3 separate regions of the Mus musculus genome follow, and all the other regions are linked to region 2. Evidence: chromatin contacts called from public ChIA-PET and capture Hi-C data. All regions are on one chromosome and are shown on one strand. Each heading gives the region's core, a stretch centred on a gene start, on an enhancer-like site or on the middle of the called end of the contact. The rest is flanking DNA. Distances are from core to core; before and after follow the strand shown. Region 1 holds the start of Xpr1 (xenotropic and polytropic retrovirus receptor 1). Region 2 has its middle 7.6 kb from the start of Gm51649. Region 3 has its middle 3.6 kb from the start of Gm5532.

Region 1 (2,700 bases), core at 29-2,528, 620 kb after region 2:
ATAAATAAATAAATAAATAAATAAATAAATAAATAAATAAATGCCTTTCAGGTATCCTACCTTTTAAGTATATGAGTGGTTTGCACTGTCTTTACTTTTCCCAATATTGATGCAAGGTTCCTTAAAACATGTATTTAAAAACCCTCCAAAAGCCTTGCAAGAGGAAGAAACTGAAAGGAGGAACATGTCTCGTGCAATACACAAGTAAGGTACTGTATTCACAATACAGTGATTTTTCTCCCTACCAAAAACTTAGCAGAAAACCTGAAATTTTAAATAATTCTCTTCCCTCCTTTCTCTTCCCTCCATTCCAAAACCAGAGAAGAGTGAAAAGCCAAAGATGTGATTATTCTGTATAGTTCGTGCAGTCAGTACAAAGACAGAGACAACCGTCTCCTTATCAAAACAGAACTATTGGCTCAATGCTTTTGAAAACTATAACCACTGCATTAGGCGATACACATTTCACCAAGTTTCAATCCTGTTACAAAGCCTTTGTCAACAGTGAGCAAGTGGAGGTAAGCCGACGGGGCTGGGTGGACTGAAGGCAATCGCTGGAGGGGTTTATCTTGCAAGAGCTCGATTCTCTGGCGAGAGGTGAGCAGCGAGAAGCACCTAACCTTGGCAGAGGGGGTGATCTCTGGCGGTGGGGACCGGAGGTCAGGGTGAGTGGGGAGGGGGTGGCGCCGAACCGCCGCGACCCCGGGCCGCCGTCGCACCTGCGGCTTGGCCTCCCACCACCATTCCCCAGCCCCAGCCCGGCAGTGCCCTTCCTCTCGCCGCCGCCTGCATATCCGTTACCCCGGCGGCAGAGGGCTGCGGGGGAGGGGAAGGACGGCCTGGCCGCCGGGGGCCAGCAGCGCCGGGGATGCCGCAGTGGCTCCCCGCGGCGGTGGGTCAAAGTCCGCCCGGGCCGGGGAGCTCAAGGCAGCGGCGGAGGTCGCAGCTAGGGAGATGACAGCCCCTCCGAGCCCGCCCCAACCACAGCAGCCCCAGGTACCTCATACTGGATGTACTGCTTCCTCCACTCGGGAGTGATGTGCGCGGAGAGGTGCTCGGCGAACTTCATCCTGCCGCGTCCCCCTCACTCCCACCCGGCTCTGGCAGCTACAGGCGGCGGCGGCGGCAACAGCGACTCCGACTCCTCCCCACATGGGCCCCGGCGCTGCGCGAAGCTGCGCTTCTCTCCTCCTCCGCCGCCGCCGAGGTCTCCTCAGAGCCGCCCTCCCGCCATCTTCCTCCTCCTCTCCATAGCCCCGCCCCGCCCCGCCCTCTAGACGTCATCGCCATGGTAACCGCCTACGCCGCTCCGACGGAGGGGGCGGGGTGGGGCGTGGCCTCAGGGGCTTTCCTTCTTGCTCCGCCCCTTTGGGCCGGACGTGGGAAGGCACCTCCCCTGACCTCTTCCGCCTGCCTCCAGTCTGCCTACAGCTGCTTTCTACACTCTGCCTGGGAAAAACAACAATGTTGCTACTGCAATTAATATTGGTACTGGAGCAACAATAATCCACACAAGACGCTGATATTTGCAGAGAACTGTGCAAATATTATTTCCATTTTAATATTGATTCTTCATAAAACCCTTAAAGATAAATCAGCAGTGGTCCAAATTGAGTAGTTGAAACAGTTAAGAGCCAATTGTATTTAAGGGAACTGTATTTGCATGCTGTAGATGCTCAATAAATGCTTGCTTTCAATTTAAAATGTCAGTGCCAGAAAGTTTGTGCTGCTTCTGTATCTCAATGTAATTGTCTAATTAGTCCTAGTGCTACCAGAAAGGCCAAAACATCTAGATACAAACCAGGATTGACACTTTGTGATACAGCTGACTGGGAGTGGGGGGCAAACTTGAGAGGGAAAACAATGCTGAGAAGAAAGAGAATCCTCTCCTCACCCAGTCCCTGTGTGACAGTCCTGTATCCAGGCTGACCTCTGGAAAGATACCACAGAGGCAGCAAAGTACCATATTCCATGTGAGAGTGACTGCCCTGAAGGACTTATCTGAGGGAAAAGCCCAGGTCTCACCTTGGATGGTGGAGCCCTGGATAACATAGTAGCTGACTCTCTTTTTAAGTGTGTCTATTCTTGTCCCTGTACCAAGCACTGTTCTAAACTCCTTACATGTAACTTTATCCTCTTTAACTCTTACAACTTTGATGAGACTCAAAGGTTTGCTAAGGAAGTATTGTACCTGTGACAATATAGATCCCTGTTGACTTCCCAACACACACACACACACACACACACACACACATACTTCAAAACGCCATATGTTTTTCCTCCTTCCCTTCCTCTAAATTCCCCTTTCTAATAAGGTTTTATGAATGTTTCTTCAAGAGAAAGAGAGGGTATGAGGCTTGCTCAGAAAAAGCACATCTTTCTGGCAAATGTTTGAACAGAAGCCTCAGCCTCTGGTGAAAGAATCGTCAGGGGGCTGGAGAGATGGCTCCGAAGAGCGACCTAAGTTTCATTCCCAGAATCCATGTCAAGCAGCAAGCAGCTCATAACCACCTCTAACTCCAACTCTGGGGATGTTTGTGGCACCCAAGGACACCTACCTGCACTCACATACAAGTACCCACACACAGACTCACACATATATTCTTAGTTAAAAATCATAAGTGGGGCCTGGAAAGATGTCTCAGTGGTTAAGAGCACTGACTGCTCTTCCGAAGGTCCTGAGTTCAAATCCCGGCATCC
Region 2 (2,700 bases), core at 110-2,609:
CACAATGGCACAAGATGACAGAATAGCAAGGACAGGTTTGTCCAACTGACACAAGAGTAAATAAACTCACATTCAGAAGAAGAGTGCCAGGTACCTAGTAACAACCACGAGCGTCCCTTTATTTACTTATTTACTTATTTATTTTGTTATCAGCAACCTTATTATTTCACTGATGAAAAAGTTGTAATTGTGATACATTTAATATTAAATTTACAACAGCGGAGGTTATGCATATACACATACACACACAAACACGTACATATGTATACACATACACAAGTACATACACATACATACACAGAGACACACAAACACACACATACACATATAAACACACATATATACACACAAACATACACATGCACACATAAAAACACACATATACACACAAACACATATACCTGTCCTTGAACAGAAATAAAATGTGTCTTGGAGCCAGGAGCTCATGGCAGAGCAGATAAAGGTGAGCAGATACATTTTTAAAAGGAGAGCCAAGGGGGACTGGCAAGAGCCAGGTGTTGGTGTGAAAAAGGAAGTGGCTTCAACATCTCTGGCCATAGTACCCAACAGGTCATAGGTACCATAGTCCCTAACTGGTCATAGGTACCACAGTCCCCAACAGGTCATAGGTGCCACAATACCCAACAGGTCATAGGTACCACAGTCCCTAACTGGTCTTAGGTACCACAGTACCCAACAGGTCACAGGTACCACAATATCCAACAGGTCATAGGTATAACAGTCCCTAACTGGTCATAGGTACCATAGTCCCCAACAGGTCATAGGTGCCATAGTCCCTAACAGGTCATAGGTACCACAGTACCCAACAGGTCATAGGTGCCACAATACCCAACAGGTCATAGGTACCACAGTCCCTAACTGGTCTTAGGTACCACAGTACCCAACAGGTCATAGGTGCCATAGTCCCTAACAGGTCATAGGTACCACAGTACCCAACAGGTCATAGGTGCCACAATACCCAACAGGTCATAGGTACCACAGTCCCCAACAGGTCACAGGTGCCTGTATCAGAGTACCCAACAGATCATAGGTACCATTTACTGAGAAAAGGAAAGCAGCAGGAAAGGTTGACCTGAGAGAAAAACACTTTTTTTGTGTGTTAGAAGTGTTAAGCTAAAGATGCCTAAGGACACACAATTGAAGGCGCTAAGAGGTGAGTAGGGTGTGTCTAAAATTAAGGGAAAATGCCATGGAGATACAAAGGTGTGAGTTACCAACATGTGATGGCATCTCGCTGGCTGGAGTTGAGTGAGAGCGCTAGGAAATAAACAGTGCTGGGAAGAGAACAGACGCTAGAGAGCTACTGCTCAGGGAAAGGGGAAGGGAACCAGGAAGAGAGGTGGTGGGCAGCAGCGAGGAAGTGGAGAATCATTGTGGTTTCACAACAACCATCGGGGGTGGGGCAGGAAGAGGCAGCAGTAAAATATTACGGCCACCACGCCTGCTGCTAGACATCCCTCAAAATGGGCACAGAAGACCATCTATCAAATTGTCAATGGGGGAACCAAGGTAACCCAGGAACAGGATGAAGGTCACGTTGAAATGACTTCAAAAGGAACTAGTGAGAACACGCATGGGAAACAGGAAGTAGACAAGAGGACTCGACTTCCTCTACCCAGGCATGAGACTCCCCCAAGAATCTTGAGGAACAGTCAGGCCCCAGTAACAGAAGGAAAAAGCTGGTTCTGGGGCAGATGCAGAGGTGAGCTGTAGAAGGGAGTCACACATGCCCCTCTGGTGACTGCTGTTTTCCCAGTGAAGAAGGAAGGCAGCTCCAGGCATGAGCTCGGGTGGGCTGAAGGAGATGGTGGGGTTTGAGAACGAAATGTTACCCCCAAGAGTGCGATAATGAATATGGAAGTACAATGTAATAAGACGTTTGCCGGGAGTGGTGGCATATACCTTTAATCCCAGCACTCAGGAGGCAGAGGCAGGCGGATTTCTGAGTTCGAGGCCAGCCTGGTCTACAAAGTGAGCTCCAGGACAGCCAAGGCTATACAGAGAAACACTGTCTCGAAAAGAAAAAAAAAAGACTTCTGAGCAAATTGAAAGAGTGACTTGAGGCGGTAGTTGTGTTTCTGACCACAGTCAGTATGGCTGGTAGGGGTTTTCATAGAAATGTTCAGATATGTGAGCGCATGTGGACATGCCAAGTAGGATAAAGGCGGAGTTGGAGATCTGGGAGACCAGCCTGTTGAAGCAACAAAGGAGCAACACAGTGGAGGCCGAATCCTAGGGAGGGATCGTGGTGATGGTGACGCTTCAGTGAACACGGACCAACCCTAACCAGCTAGACTAGACACCAACGTGGGAAGCATCAAGCATCCTCTACCTTGGCTAACCCCTGATTCATGAGGGTAGCAAAAAAGTTTTGATGCAGATGCAGTGAGACTGTGGTAGTTCAAATATGCTTGGCCTCATGGGAAATGGCTCTGTCAGGAGGTGTGGCCTTGTTGGAGTGGGTGTGGCCTTGTTGGAGGAAGTGAGCCACTGTATAGGTGGGCTTTCAAGGAGCCTAGTGCTCAAGCTCCACCCAATGTGGAAAAGAGCTTCCTCCTGGCTGACTTCAGTTCAAGATGAAAAACTCTTGGCTCCTCGAGCACCAAGTCAGCCTGTATGCTGCCATGTTTCCCACCATAACAATAATGGACTGAATCTCTGAGACTGTAAGCCAGCCCC
Region 3 (2,700 bases), core at 200-2,699, 740 kb after region 2:
CACTTCTGATTACATTAGGTGACTCACCCAGAGCTGGTGTAGCACATTTTAATTAGTCCGTACCCGGCATGTTTGTAAAGCCAACCACACTGTCCACGGTGGCTCTATGGCCTGCTCTTCCTCCCTGGGACAGGAGGATCCTCAGGTCCCCAGCCTCAGATGCAGATAGGGTGCAGATTAACAACAGCACAAAAGTACTCTGGCTCCAGATGGGACAGACTCTAAGGTGTTCCAAATATTTCTGTGCCCCGGGCTGCAACGACTCTCCCGGAGGGGCAGCCCAAACACTCACCGAGTAACTCACCGAGTCGCGGCCCAGCCACTGCGGCAAGTGCAGCTACTGCCTCAGATTTGGCTCCGTTTTAGGGCAGTGCCCTTACACACAGGCTTCCTATGCCGGAGTCCAGACCCCTGTTCTTCTCAGGCCCAGATCACGTCAGGTGGCAACACTGGGTCTCCACACTGGGTTGTGACCCCTTCTGCTGTCACCTCGGGCTATTCCGCCGTACCCCAGTTCCATACCGTACACAAGAGATTCCCTCTACATTCTGCCAGTGGCAAGATTTGAACTACTGCCTCTCATCTTTTCCCGCCTCTTACAGAAGCCCTTCAAGGGCAGAAACCTGTCTGACGCATCTAGAGTTTCTTCGGCCGTCTCCTGCTTGTTCATTTGCGAATGTTTGTTCTTCTCAGCTTTCCTGTCCTCTTTCTACTCTTCCCCCTCCCTAATTCTAATTCTCTAGCTCAACTTCTGTCTATGTTGGAAGGGACCTAAGCATGCATTTGGACAGGGCCCCTAACTTTTCTCTGCCTCAGCCTTCTAGAGCTAGGCAAAACCTGTGACACGCCAGACACTGGGGGACGTGGAAACTATTACATGTATGTTCAGAAAACCAGAAGACAAATACAAATGCCAACAACTTCTCTTTTCAATACTTTTGTGAGTGATTAAACCTTCTTCTTGCCCTCAGATTTTGGAGGCCTGATTGCTGGTGCCCAGAGTCCATGATGGCTTGTGATGGCTGTCTAGTGGCCATGTTTGCTTCCCCGTCCTTCCCAGCCTCCTGCTCTGTTGCTGCCCGACCCAGCCCTCCACAGAGAAGGGCCAGCAGAGCTGGTAGGCTCAGACCAGGCCTTGCTTTCTGTTCCTTTCCCTCAGTAAGCCTACCTCATTTCTTCTCTCCCACTCCAGAGGACCCGGTGTGTGTCTGGTTCATCTCTTCTACCGGATGTGATTGAACTGAGTGCTGCTCACTCTTCTCTGATAAAGATGACTAAAGCTTTGTAGCTCTGTGTTCTGTGTAGTGGCAGGTGCTCCACTGGAGCTATGTGCTGAAATCTCAGCCGTCACTCCTTCCTCTGGGCCCCGCTCAGCCCTTCAACTGTGGGTAGAGACGGTGAAAGCGATTTCAGCAACAGGCTGAGACAATTGTTTTGAACCCAAACAAATTACGCGGGTCACCAGAACATCCATCATTTCTCACTGCCGGGTCCGAATGCCAGTGGAGATGGTCATGCATAATTTATCACGAAATCAATGGGAACCAAAGGGCACAGGAGAATAACGAGAATAACGGGTCTCTGAGGAAGACCTCCTTCTAGCCTGCTTCCAGCCTTTCTCTCTTCCTTTTTCCTTTCTTTCTTTCACTTTCTCTTTGTCCAAGCTTGTTCTAACACAGGCTTGCTTTTTTTTTTCAGCATTACTCGAAGCTGTTCTTCATGATGTCACCCTGCTCAGCATAACCTTCCCGAATACCTTCCCAGACCTTCTTTGCAATCAAGGGCAACTACCAGCTCACTTAGGGCTCTGGCTTTAATTATTAGTTGCTCCCACTGCACCCAGCCTTTCCCCCTCACCCCCCCCCCTTGTCTCATAAGCATGTGGAGGAAGCTTGTTTGCCAGGGAGCCCAGAAATGGCCTCTGCTAACGGTGAGTGCAGCCCCTTCCGAGTCTGCCACGTTTTCTTGTCATCCTACTTTTCGCTCCCGGGCTCCGTTTCCTTTTTTTCTTTTTAGGTCTCATGTTCTTTGTGCTTTTCCTCTAATGATCATTTTACTCTTTATAATTAACCATCGATCTCTTTGTGTCAACCCCTTCAGAGTCCCCCCACTGTTTATCCCTGTCCTGCCTCATAGCAGACACAGGTGCAGTGGAAGGCAAAAGGAACCAGCCCGGCTAATATTTGGATTGGATTTACAGGTTCTACCCCAAGAAGAGCTGCTTTCAGTATATCCTGATGGAGATGTTCTCTGATGAACCCCGGGAGTGAGCCAGACAGAGGCAGCAGAACATGTGGGACGAAGATGACTACTGTCCCAAGGGTGGGACACACGACACAAACTGAATAGCTTTGAACAACAGAAACTGCCTCACAGTCCTGGCAGTTAGAACTCCAGAATCAAGGTGGAGGTGGAGCTGAGACACCTTATAACCAACAGAAGGAAATCGTCCATTGCTTCTTCCAGCCACTGCTGTTTTGACAACATTTGTTAGCATTCCCTAGCTTGCTATCCCAAAGGCCGATGGATGGTCACCTGCTTTTTTCTCTATATGTCGCCTGGCCATACTTGGATTAGAGTCGCTCTAATCCAGAATAACTTCACTTTAACATCTTCAACGGCACTACTTCCTACCAAGGCCGCATTCTGAAGTACTAGGATTTTTACTTATCTTTTTTTTTTTGAAGAGATGCAGTTCAG

What was found. ChIA-PET counts read pairs in DNA pulled down with a chosen protein or histone mark. Capture Hi-C pulls out chosen DNA fragments and counts their contacts.
Region 1: a contact with region 2 is called in an RNA polymerase II ChIA-PET map of memory CD8 T cells, with 5 read pairs. The contact joins the promoter of Xpr1 here to the enhancer-like site in region 2. A contact is called at or near these places in 4 of 39 promoter capture datasets (the C10 cell line, hippocampal neurons and pre-B cells), 1 of 15 datasets of contacts at CTCF or cohesin (large pre-B cells), 1 of 484 Hi-C or Micro-C datasets (CD4 T cells), 1 of 115 datasets of contacts at active chromatin or transcription factors (memory CD8 T cells) and 1 of 9 other capture datasets (liver).
Region 3: a capture Hi-C map of embryonic stem cells shows a contact between it and region 2, with 4 times the contacts expected there. The contact joins two enhancer-like sites. A contact is called at or near these places in 2 of 15 datasets of contacts at CTCF or cohesin (embryonic stem cells and large pre-B cells), 26 of 484 Hi-C or Micro-C datasets (B cells, CD4 T cells, CD8 T cells and 13 more), 3 of 115 datasets of contacts at active chromatin or transcription factors (astrocytes, kidney and large pre-B cells) and 1 of 9 other capture datasets (embryonic stem cells).

Annotation. Positions count from the first base shown.
Region 1 is chr1:155,416,166-155,418,865 of GRCm38.p6, forward strand. Xpr1 (xenotropic and polytropic retrovirus receptor 1) reads right to left here and starts at 1,279. Exons shown (of 15, transcript NM_011273.2): 1 at 1,001-1,279. The coding sequence starts at 1,069.
Region 2 is chr1:154,793,207-154,795,906 of GRCm38.p6, forward strand. It overlaps a transcript of Cacna1e not described here. Among named protein-coding and RNA genes, the nearest start is that of Gm51649, 7.6 kb to the left of the region's middle. Within about 2 kb of position 1,360, at least 46 of the 459 cell types and tissues checked have an H3K27ac peak or open chromatin away from gene starts, as enhancers often do. A contact at or near this core is called in memory CD8 T cells, where this site is marked.
Region 3 is chr1:155,529,397-155,532,096 of GRCm38.p6, forward strand. No RefSeq gene overlaps it. Among named protein-coding and RNA genes, the nearest start is that of Gm5532, 3.6 kb to the left of the region's middle. Within about 2 kb of position 1,450, at least 34 of the 459 cell types and tissues checked have an H3K27ac peak or open chromatin away from gene starts, as enhancers often do.